Regions from separate parts of the Mus musculus genome. Here regions 1 and 2 are each linked to region 3. The links are chromatin contacts, called in public HiChIP or PLAC-seq maps. All regions are on one chromosome and are shown on one strand. The core of a region is the stretch at or near the end of the contact, and the rest is flanking DNA. Distances in the headings are between cores, read along the strand shown. Region 1 overlaps Plcl2 (phospholipase C-like 2). Region 2 overlaps Plcl2 (phospholipase C-like 2). Region 3 has its middle 39 kb from the start of Plcl2.

What was found. HiChIP or PLAC-seq counts read pairs in DNA pulled down with a chosen protein or histone mark.
Region 1: an H3K4me3 HiChIP or PLAC-seq map of intestinal villus epithelium shows a contact between it and region 3, with 7 read pairs. The contact joins two enhancer-like sites. A contact is called at or near these places in 4 of 484 Hi-C or Micro-C datasets (CD4 T cells, CD8 T cells, liver and 1 more) and 10 of 115 datasets of contacts at active chromatin or transcription factors (bone marrow-derived macrophages, effector CD8 T cells, embryonic limb bud and 6 more).
Region 2: a contact with region 3 is called in an H3K27ac HiChIP or PLAC-seq map of microglia, with 5 times the contacts expected there. The contact joins two enhancer-like sites. A contact is called at or near these places in 5 of 115 datasets of contacts at active chromatin or transcription factors (CD8 T cells, bone marrow-derived macrophages, memory CD8 T cells and 2 more).

What each region holds. Positions count from the first base shown.
Region 1 is chr17:50,632,368-50,636,328 of GRCm38.p6, forward strand. The region is part of intron 3 of Plcl2 (phospholipase C-like 2); the gene reads left to right. Among named protein-coding and RNA genes, the nearest start is that of Plcl2, 120 kb to the left of the region's middle. Within about 2 kb of position 2,039, at least 30 of the 459 cell types and tissues checked have an H3K27ac peak or open chromatin away from gene starts, as enhancers often do. A contact at or near this core is called in intestinal villus epithelium, where this site is marked.
Region 2 is chr17:50,676,993-50,680,557 of GRCm38.p6, forward strand. All of the region lies in intron 5 of Plcl2 (phospholipase C-like 2), which reads left to right. Among named protein-coding and RNA genes, the nearest start is that of Gm41598, 110 kb to the right of the region's middle. Within about 2 kb of position 1,504, at least 149 of the 459 cell types and tissues checked have an H3K27ac peak or open chromatin away from gene starts, as enhancers often do. A contact at or near this core is called in CD8 T cells, memory CD8 T cells and microglia, where this site is marked.
Region 3 is chr17:50,468,888-50,473,005 of GRCm38.p6, forward strand. No RefSeq gene overlaps it. Among named protein-coding and RNA genes, the nearest start is that of Plcl2, 39 kb to the right of the region's middle. Within about 2 kb of position 1,769, at least 294 of the 459 cell types and tissues checked have an H3K27ac peak or open chromatin away from gene starts, as enhancers often do. A contact at or near this core is called in CD8 T cells, intestinal villus epithelium, memory CD8 T cells and 1 more, where this site is marked.

The DNA.
Region 1 (3,961 bases), core at 789-3,288, 160 kb after region 3:
ATCATAGGACATCCTGCCTACAGTGATCATAGGACATCCTAACTGCAGTGATCATAGGACATCCTGCCTACAGTGATCATAGGACATCCTGCCTACAGTGATCACAGCTCTTCCTGACTAAGTGATCAAGAGTTTATGATGAACCCTAAGTTCTACCGTGTAGATTTCCACACTTCATCCAGGCTGTTGCTTTTCTCCTTTCCACCCATGAGCTCTGCTTTCCATTAATATGGATTGAGACAAAGGATATTTTTCACTGTTTAAATTCTACCCTACCTCTTATACTTCCAAGAAACCTATTTGTAGTAGCACCCCTGGTATATTTTGTTTTTTTGTTTGAAATGGCTCTTGGAACTCTTTAGGCTCTTCTGAAAGTTTTATTTTAGGTTTCCCCTTATATTTTCTATAATTTCGTTGTGAAGACTCTGGAAGTAGAGGTGAAGTGTTATGAAGAAGCCAGTCAAGTTAGCCTGGAAACAATTTGTTATTTAAAATCATATTATCATAGTGGTCTTGAAAAAGGTTAATGACCACAACTCTTGCTGATGATGTAGGCTTTTTAAAGATAGCTAATTCCCTGGCTTCTCAATGTGGATAGCAAGATGAATGGAGTTCCATTGCAAACATTCCCCACAGCAATTATCTGTTCATGCCCCAGTTCCCTATAACTTTTATTATGTCCAGGTATTACCAGCCATGTTAGGAGCTGGGTATGGTGACAAACACCTTTAATCTAGCACTCAGGAGGCAGGGCCAAACAGATCTCAAAAGTTTAAGGCCAACCTGGTGTTTACCGTTGGTTCCAAAATAGCAAGGGCTACATAGAGTCCTGTCTCCAGGGAATTAAAAAAAAAAACGAAAAAGAGGCTATGTCATATGTATGTGTGTTGTGTGGTTGTGCAAGTTTATCTTTAAATTGTGTGTGTGTGTGTATGTGTGTGTGTGTGTGTGTGTGTGTGTGTGTGTGTGTGTGTGCATTGAATTGTGAATGAGTTATAGGTGCCAGAGAATCCAGAATTATTGGATCCTCCTGGAGCTGGGTACAGACAGTTTTAAGCCTATATTAGAGTTGAGCATACTTGTTATTTCCGAGACTTTCCTAATGCATTAGTGTTAAAAATTTAGGAGCTACTAGTAAACAAGTCACTAATAAAAAAAAAATCCATTAGCAGTGACTGTATAAAAGTATTTTATACTAAATAAATAATGTCCATGCCTATATGGCTGGTTATTCCACCTGGCAGTGGATGTCTGAGTGCTATGCCAAGCCTTATACCTCTGTGATGAACAGAGAGAGATTGATGAAACTAATTTACTTGCAGTTTTGTAAATAGTGCTTATAAAATCAACCCTTTTCTCTGGCCTAGCATTCTATTGACATATCAGTGTACATTCACAGTGAAGGCAGAACAACTTAAGGGAACTTACTCACTTGGCTCTGCTCTTGAGACTATCTCATACACATCTGCTTTGGTCTGTACTCTGATGTGAGAGTGCACTAGTGCTTTTCACCAAAAAAAAATTATTTCTTTTATAGTAATAAATTAAGTAATTTGCTTATTTCTATAATATTTTAAATGTGCATTTTCTTGGTGTTACATTAAAACATCATTTGAAGAGATGGTTCTGGTCTTGAAGCTCATCAGCAGTAATATACTGACTGCTAGCATGACAAGTTCTGTGATCTCCAGCATGGAAAAATAAACTTTATAATTTAAGGATAAAGCCAACAATGTTGAGCCAGTTTAGTAATGGGCATGATGCTTTCTTTCTGCATTCCTCTGAGGGGTGGAACGGTTCCCTCTGAATTTGAGTGTCATTGAACGGAGTGCCTTTCTATTTTTACATGTGTGGGGCCCTACTCAGAAGAGAGTGGTATTGCAGATCATTCGGGGCCTTTGAAGGCAAATAGAATTTCAGGCCCATCACCCACAGTAGCAGAGGACCCCGAGAAAGTGGCTGAGCTCTCAGGTGGCTCTTTGGTGTTTACATCTGTGAGTCTGAGAGCCTAGCTTCCCCACATGGATCATGTGAGCAGTCCTGTGAGATACAGCACTTGAACTTTGGAGGAGGCCTGAATGACTATGCCTTGACTCATCCAGCCAGCATTCATACTATATAATTGCAGCTAGCTACAAAGTAGTAGACCCAGGTAGGAACTGCCTTTTACCAGATCGCTCTCCTTCTGCACCTGCAGAATCCTCAGAACCACGTTTTTCATTCAGTCATAATAGCCAGTGGAATGAAAGGAAGACAGCAGCCAAGCAGTCCCTTAGGAAGGTCCACACTTAGCCCTGTCCCTCTGGCCTAACACAGTGTTACCTGATACAGCCACAGGGGCCTTCAGCCCAGAGGGCTTCACTGCAGGTTAGTGCATTCTATGCTCTGGACAAGGACCAGGGACTAATAGTTACCAAATATTAATTTGATCGTAAATACCTCCAAACTATAAAAAGATACAGTCCCATAAATCACTGGTTCCACCTTTCAGAGGAAATAGTGCAGACATTTACAGCAGCTGTGGCAGAGTAAATGTGTTGGGTAAGGACTGTTTTCTTCCTGCTGGCTTTGCGTATTGTTTATTCTGTGCATTGTTCTCTCTGGATGCCTCCCTCTGCAATTCCCCCTTAACATGTTCGGTGAATACCTGCTGCTGCTGCTGCTGCTGACTTACAGGCCAAATGCTGCTCTCCACCCTGAATATTAGCCATCTTTCTTTGTATACACTGCTTAGGAGAAATGGGAGGACATGGTCACTACCATTATCAGCAAGGAACCTATAGAATAACCTGAGCCATACACAGATCCCTATCTACACATTAACACACCCTACCTACCGAAGGGCCCAGCCTACGAAGGGCTGAATCACACCTGTAGCTCTATGCCTCCAATATCAGTGCAATGTAGGTGTTCATTTACATGTCTTCTTTCCCTGCCTCGGTTTCAGTGTCAGCAACAACTATTAATTCTGCCTGAGCACTTAGCTTAGATCCTAGTGCACAGAAGATCTCAGCCTGCACACACAAAGATAGAACATGCAAAAGCATGCACATGCGCAGACACACACACACACACACACACACACACACACTGAGTTCCAGAGCACAGGAGACAGAAGAGCTTTCCAGTCCATACCTCTGAGATTCCTCTCAAGCTTCTTTCAAGCTTTCCATGCATTTTACAACTAAAAGGAGGAGACTGGTTTAACCTCTGGTGGTTCTTTTCCCTAGAAGGTGCTTCTGTAGTACCAGTGTGGTGTGCTGGTTCTCTGAGCTGCATCACAGCAGACTTTCCAGGTAACACTAGAGTCAGTAGTGCACTGGCAGCATTCCCAGTGAACCCTCAAAGAGAAGCCATGCTCATTCAGCAAATTTTGAGCTAGTAGGACATGCTCTGCCCGGCCTCCTGGGTTCATGGAGACTCAGCCATGGCATCCACTTTTTTAGCCCTCGAATTATGAGGTGTGATGTCTTTAATAAGCCCCTTTTATAATAAGGGAGATTTAATATCATCGTCATAAAAGGATATACAGGGCCAGAACTCACAAATGCAAACACCTTTTCTGCCTCAAGAGTTTACATATGTGTTGTGGGCCTATGGTGATGCTGTGGTTTTCTTCTCCATCCCTCCTGCTCTTGTGCCTTGAAACTGGGTTCATTTCATTGCTTGTATTTGCCTTGTTCCTGTTTTATTTTGGACCCCCATTGACCAGTTCCTTGATAATGAGCTGTGGCAACCTCCACCCTTGCTACGAAACCTGCTTGCTTCTCCATAACTCATTGAGCGAACATCAAAGCTGAGCAAAGGTCACTGATGACGGTTTGGACCTTTTCAGTATGCAGATTTGTAACGGCACAAATCACTTCATATCAGCACAATAGGGTTCTTAACTATTTGTTTTATCACTGCCTGCTCAATATGTTAAGCTGTAAAATAGAAAATTTTAATTTACATGAATTAC
Region 2 (3,565 bases), core at 254-2,753, 210 kb after region 3:
ATGTGTGTGCATATGTATGCTGGTACCCGTAAACAGAAAAGGGCATTCGATCCTCTGGAGCTGGAGATACAGGCAGTTGTGAGTTGCCCAACGTAGATACTGGAAGTCAAACCTGGGTCCTCTACAAGAGCAGCAACCCCTCTTACATCTAAGTCATCTTTTCAGACCCCCGATGGCAGGTCTTATCATGATGTTATGTTTCTTCTTAGGATTTGTTAAGATTCTTGGAGTGTGTGTGTGTGTGTGTGTGTGTGTGTGTATGCTTATGTGTGTGAGTGTACATTCACCCATGTATGTATGTATGTTTTGATACTGTTTCACAAGACACATATATGTTTAAAATCTTTTTCTCTGTTTTAAATTTCATGATATTTGTAAGCAATATTTCTACATTTAAGCACTGTTGCCTTGCTCTGAAACATAACATTTGCTGTCAGTCATGTCCAGTATGGGATGGGTGCTGGAGACAGAACACATGGCCTTCTGCGTGCTAGACATGCACTGTACTGCGGAGCCACAACACCAGCCCTTCCGTTTCACATCTCCTAGACCCGTATGGCCTCTGCCTTTACTCTATGTCCCACATTCACAATCAGTGCGGAGCTCCGCCGCCACCCTGCTTCAGGCTCCAGCCTTGGTGGCCATCCCGAATTACATGCTACCTCTTGCTCTTGGTTCCTTCTCAGATACTCAGGTGCTGCTTCTCTGTGGTGGTGCGTGCGTGCGTGCGTGCGTGCGTGCGTGCGTGCGTGCGTGCGTACAGTGGTTTTCTAGCTTTGAATTGGACCAGGGTCACTTGTCTCTTCTCTTTCTATCCAATTGTTTTTTTCCTCCGCTCTATAAACAAAAGATACAAGAACCATCATTAACTGTGTCCCTCCCTAGTTCGGTCGAGTATAAGAAAGAGTTTTCTGTATTTTTATCGCTTCTCAGAGTAGCTACTGCTAGCTTTATGAGCCTGTTAACTTCAGTGTAGTGCAGTAGCACATGCCTGCAGTCGCAGCTCTTAGGTGACCTGAGCAGGAGGCCAGCCTGGCGGAGCTGTGCAACAGGACCCTGTTCCTTAGTTGGCCACTTCCTGCGCAGTCTGGCTGCTGCTGTGGTTTTAACTTGGTTGTGTTCTTATTGGTTTCACTCTGTATCAGGAATGTGGGCAGGGACTTCTGTGGCTCATTTCCCACCAGCACTGTGGGGAGGAGTTGATCGATCTTTCTTCTCTCCTCACTGAAGTAATCTCTCCCTGAGAACAGTTACCGTGCATGTTCATTGCTGTGCTTTTGATGGCAGAATCTCAAGGTGGAAAAGTCCTGGTGTAGCTGGTTACCAGGAACAGAAATTCACCAAGACTAGCTGGCAGAGAACCGGCTGAAAGTGTTGGCACTCACAGGAAATCATGAGAGACCACAGGGAACTCGGATCAAAACACTGCATTCCTGCCTCAGAGGGCCAGAAAGCTGTCAGAAGCCCTGGTGACCGAGAGCATCTGTGTCCTCTAGTTCCAGGGTTGTGCTGGCTTAGCTCTGGCATCTCTCCATTCTTCATGGCTAGCTAGCTCCTGTTCACGCAGTTCCTACTGTGTTATAGCTCGGCCTCTCCTTGGTCTTCTGCAACTGCTCTTCATGAGTTCTGTAGTAAGTGTACCCTGTGGTATTTGCTGGCTCAGCCCAGCCTTTTAGTTCTAGACCAGCAGTCCCACAGTGACAGGCCTCCTCATATTAGTTCTTACCCAGCCCTAATCCCTGTAGCCAAAAGATGGATGCCTTCACTGGCAGCTCCAGTTTCATGTTGCTGTGTAACAATCTACCTCAAAATTGGGGGCTTAGCCCCCCCATTATTCTATACATTAGCTGTGCTCAGCTGGGTGGTTTTCCTGATCCATGTGGTGGTGGTCAGGGCCAGGGGAAGGCTTTGCTTCATTGGGAGCTCACATGGCTTAGAAAATGGAGCAGGCTTTACTTGGCTGGCATCTCACCTAAGAGCTTGGGGTGTGTGTGTGTGTGTGTGTGTGTGTGTGTGTGTGTGTGTGTGGCAGGCTAAAGCAAGCTGCTTACAGCCCAAGCCGTCATCAGATGAAATACCCAGCTGGTCCTTCCCCCCGCCCCCCCCCCCATGCCCTGCACTGGCTGCCTTCAGAAAACAAGGATGAGAGGGAAACTCCAAAAGTAATTAGAGACTTATTCTCCCTGGGAACATAAGATTTCTGCCAAAAAAAGTCAATAAACCAGGTTGTGTCTGTACAGACATGATCTAGATCTTCTTCATGTATCCTGGGCACAGTGCTTACCTTAGAAACCTGAGGACTGTCACTCAATTCTTTTCTAAAATTTAATGTGGTGGCCCATGGATGACTCTTCCTCTAGATATTCTCGGCTGTTTTAGTGACTGTACTACAAGTGAGATCATATGTTGCCAGCTTTTCTGAGAAGCTGTACTTGACTGGAAGCTACTTTTCTATTTAAATAGTGTGTGAGTGGCTCAGAAAACCCGACAGTCCCAGTGTTCATCATTAGGCTTTTTTCACCACAGCATATCCCCCAAGACCTTACAGTGCGCAGTGATCTTAGCAAATGTGTGCTCACACAGAAGGTGCGTGGGGGAAGGGTCCTGTGTGTGCTGCTTCTCCTAGTACTGTCGGAGGTACAGAGCTGATCCTGAGCACTCCTCACTCTGCAGACCCTCTCTCTTTCCTCCTGGATCTTGGTCTGGAAGCTCTCCCTGATTTCCTGCTTTCTGGGTCCAAGCTGTGGCTCACTTCCGTGGTCCAACTGCTCCTGAAGCCTCCTCCCAACCTGTCACCAGAATGTCAGTGGATGAGGCTGCCTTCCCTATGACAGATCCATGACAGGGGCATGAGTCAGAGCCAGTTTAGAAAACATTATAGTCTAGATACCATGGTGCCCAGCAATGGCTGGGCTTGGTGGTAATATTTCCTGGGGTCACGGGGACAGCTGGGTAGAAGTCATGATTCCCGAAAGTCTTTGGACTTGCCAAGTTCCTTCCCTGCTCTCCTTTCTAGGCCCAGCTCAAACTCCTCCTCTGCAATGCTGCCTAGGAACCTCCATCTTAGGTGAATGAAACAGGACATTGTTTACTTGGGAGAACAGCATTTCTTCTGGATTTAAATTAAATTGGTTTCTTAATTTGAAATTTTATAGCGCTTTTGTAAGTTGAGGGATAACTACCGATTAGATAGAGACCAGAAGTGGTGGTGGGAGTCTCAAGACTCCAGAACAAAGTTGAACAAAGTCTCCATCATTCTTGTATGATGAAGACCTGCACATACAGTAAGCGATCTCCTTAGATTGAGGGAAGCAGCTGAAGCCAGAACACAGGGTGTTATTTTCATCCCTCCCCAGTGCCTTCCACTGCCTCTTGCAGAGCTGCTATAGATGTAAGCGGGGCAGAGGGAAAGCCCCGCCTTTCACTACCAATGCACGTTCAGCCCTGTGTGCACAGCCGCAAGTGCCTGTGGGGGAAAGCCATGGGACGGAAGACACAGGGCACATTTAGACAGGTCTCAGGACCTGTAGAAAAGCATGTGTCCTGGTGCTCTAGCTGAAGGCTA
Region 3 (4,118 bases), core at 519-3,018:
GGCATAGAACTCAGAGATCTACAGGCCTCTGACTCCCAAGTTCTGGGATGAAAGTCATGTGCTGTCTGCAGGCCAAATGAATGTTAATGCTCTTTTCTTTTATCAGTGAGCTAAAAGGTCAGATGTCTAAAGGGGTTCCACAGCTGGATCTAAACCCTAAACAAGCCTTTGTTTCTGTTCTGTTTGCTCTGGTACATACTCAGTATTGTTGGTGGGAATTAAGTTTCATGCAGACATTTTAGCACACATGGAAATGAGAAGAGGTGTTCCTTGTTTTCTTTTCCTCCTCAGGCTAGGCTAGAAGGATGTCTTTTCCGAAGTGATAAACATGCTGTGTCCAGACCCAGAGAAAAGGAACTCTGAACTCATAGAACACATTTCTAAAAGTGTGCCCATGTGACAATCGGGACAGCGGGGAGGTCTTTTCAGCATGCTCAGTTCCTACTGTTGGACTCAAATAGCACTCTGAGGAGAAACCCAGGACAGGCTGCCTTTCCTTTCTTCCTGTGAACCACTATTTCTGCCATGCATGAAGAAGTGATGCCGGGGTTCTGGGTGGTCTTTTATGATCCACATTGACAGTTAGCTCTCATTTTTAAAAGGTCATTCAAAAAAGCAACGATTAAAACTTGACATTTCTTTTTTTTATATACAGTATTTTCATAGATTTTAGGGTTTATTTTGTTAAGTAGAATTCCCATTCTGATCTTCATAAAGCAATCATGGAATCGTGGTATTTTTTAAAATAAGCCTCTCCAGATTCTTTTTACTTTTTAGCATAATGCTCCAGAAAAGAGAAAGTCTTTACCAAAAAAAAAAAAAAAAAAAAAATGTTGTGTTTGCTATCCTATAGTCTACAGTTGTAGCTCAGTTATCAAAATGAATGCTCTTTCAGAGTGGTTGTACTTATTTATTTATTTATTTATTTACTTACTTACTTACTTAGTCTGCTTCAACGTCAACATGAAAATTAAAATTCAGGGTCAGTTATTGCTGGGGAGTGTTCTCCACGATGTAATTTGGTTGCTAGGCAACCTGTGGGCGGATATTAGCGAGAGGAAGAGAGCGCTCCTCAGCCTGCCTTCAATAGCAGTATTGCCTTTCATTTCAAACGTGCTAAATAATAGGGCCCTGCAATTTGCCTCCCTTGCCCCGTGCTGCTTACTTTTCCTCTTGAATGGAAAATTAATCTGGTTTAGTGCGGGTAACATTTGCAACTGTACTTCCTCTCCCAGGCACCGAAGGGGATGGGGGTGGTTCATTCATTTTAGTTGTGGGAAAGGCAAACTGCTGCATTTTCGTGGTTTTTTTTTTTTTTCCTCTTTACTTCTCCATTTTTTCCATTGTGGTTGTTGAGAAAACTGATCATGCACAACCTTTTATATAGGATGAAGAAAGAGGAGATGGGAAGCCAGGACCTTATTTATAGGATGCAGCTTAGAGTCTGGTGAGGTCATGAAGTTCCCTCAAGTCTGAAAAGACTCAAGTCTGAAAAGATAGGACGGAATGGTTAGTAAGCCGTGCTTAGGGAACTGGCATGAAGATCAAAGCCACACTTTTACCTCAGCTGCGGCTCCAGCATCCTCTGCTGCACCTCTTCTCAACCTAACACCTCGCACAGAGTTGGTCTTCAACAACCGACCACACAGAAGCCAACATTCTGAGGTGCCGGGCCTGGAAACAGAAAGTTCTCTCAGAACAGCTGCTTGCTGTAATAGTGTGTTCAGAGCCTCACGTCATTTCCTGTCTCAGCAGCTGAAAAAAAAAAAAATCGTAAAAACCAAGGTTGGCAAGCTGTTCTGGCTGCACGCGAACCAGAGTCTGGTTCACCACCGAAGCCCTCCTGTGCTCTTTCTGCACTGAGGAAACCGGCTTTGATCTGCTCTGAGGTCACAACCGCTAGCGAGCTATGTCAGCGCTTCACTTCATTTAGAAGAGATTTAACAGGAGGCCCATGGCTTTGCAAATCTGTTCACCGTGGTCTTGGTCTAAGCATATGAAGATAGTAACTTGAGATTCTTGTTGAGAAATCCCTCTTCTGGCCTACTTTTTTTTTTCTCTCTCTAGGCAGTCTAAATGCTTTCCCTTTAGGGCTGGCATGGATCCAGCCTATTGACTGGCCTCCTGCTGCTGGTAAACTTCCGGCTCTTCCAGTCTTTTCCCTGTGTTCTTCCATACCACATTGCTCGCATAATCTTCTCCAAATTGTCAAGGTTTTCAAAACCTTTTTAAAACCAGATCATTTCCACTTAGTCTTGTTTCCTAGAATCCTCCAGGAGAAGGAGGAGGAGGAGGAGGAGGAGGAGGAGGAGGAGGAGGAGGAGGAGGAGGAGGAGGAGGAGGAGGAGGAGGAGGAGGAGGAGGAGGAGGAAGAGTTATAGTTAGGTTGGACATACCAGGGAAAGAGGACTGGCATGCAGGAGGGACTTAGAGATCTCAGAGCACAAAAGGCACCTTTAGATAACTAAGAGGTGACAGGCAGCTGAGTACAGGAACCGGAAGTAGGTTCAGGAAGAGGTCCAGAGCCGGAAGGCCAGGGGTGCATGCGGAAGTGCAGGCTCTGAGCTGGCCAAGACATAAGACAGGAACCAGGCTTTCTCTTGTCACTCTCCTTTGTGTGACCCTCCCCACTCTTTTCCTTTTAAGTGTCTCAGATGTTCTTTTTCCTTCCCTGAAGCTACCAGTCTCCTATTTTTCAAGTGTTTTGTAAATACCAGGTCTTGACCTATGAACAGGTGGTGGGATCAATGTTGTGAATACTTACCAGCATTTCCAAAGCATCGAACAACAGTGGAATAACACAGGGCTGAAAACATAACTAAGATGCATTGCACTTGCCTAGTATGTTGATCCCCAACACCAAAAAAACAAAACAGTGTCAAACACAGAAGGGACAGAATGATTTAAAACAGAATATGCAGAATCATATACGACAAAATAGAAAAAACTTGAGTTCGAGTTTGGAAAAGCCATTAGGGTAAGCTTTGATCTCACTTATATGAGTGCATACAGGTGTGTGTGTGTGTGTGTGTGTGTGTGTGTGTGTGTGTGTGTTTGAAATGTGGATTGCTGTGGGAAGCAGGCAGAGGACCAGAAGGGAGTCTCAGCAGTCAGGAGCACTAGCTGCTCTTGCAGAAGAGCTGGGTTCCGTGTTGAGCACCCACATGGCAGCTTGAAACTACCTGTGACTTCAGTTCCAGGGGATCTGACACCCATTTCTGCTCTCCAGGAACATTAAGCACACAGGTGGCACAAATACAGATGTGTAGGCAAAACACCCAGGCACACAGAAAAGAACAAAGTACATGCATTTTTAAATGTATGATTTTTGAAAATCATAAAATCACATATTTAGAAGTGGAAAAACCTACACACTAATATGATTGGGTAATGGTTTTCTCAGAAGAACTTTTAAGAGGACCATGTTGATAAAGTTTTAATACGTCTGTATCTTTATATCTAACCCAAACAAAACTATTCTTGAATTTAAAATTCTTTTTTTTTTCTTGGAATTTTCCCTTTGCAAGTTAGCATCCTCCGTGGGGGAAATATGGTTTGTTTCTATCCTCCAAAAGATGTCATAACAAGAAGTTTCCACAACTATTGATTGGAGTTAAAACTTCAGCCATGTCTGCTTGCAGGATGCACATTGACTGAGGTCAAGGAGCTCTGACTCTGGTGGGAAGAAGGTGAGTTTTCCTGACCGCTCTGAGATGCCACTGTGGCAGGCAGGCAGGCAGGCAAAAAGATGTGACATGTAACTGATGTTTGCAGACAGTGGTCGGTAGGTACAGAGGAGCCCATCTTTACTTGACGAGAGACTACTGAGCTTTCTGTTTGCTTGATCTAACATTGTGCTACTGAATGTTAGAATTCACCATTTTTATATAACCTGCAGGCTATTTCATGATCATTGAAAACACCCTTTTCATTGAATTAAAGTCAAATAACAGGCATGTAAAGGAAAAATCCAAACAGCCTCATATTGGGCACCCACCCTTCCCCACCCCGAGTCCCAAGTCTTATGCATCACTCCGGTGACTTTGGGGCTGGCATCCTCTCAGTTTTGGAAACATCTACTAAAAATTTAACGGACATACAAGTCACTTGGGATGTTG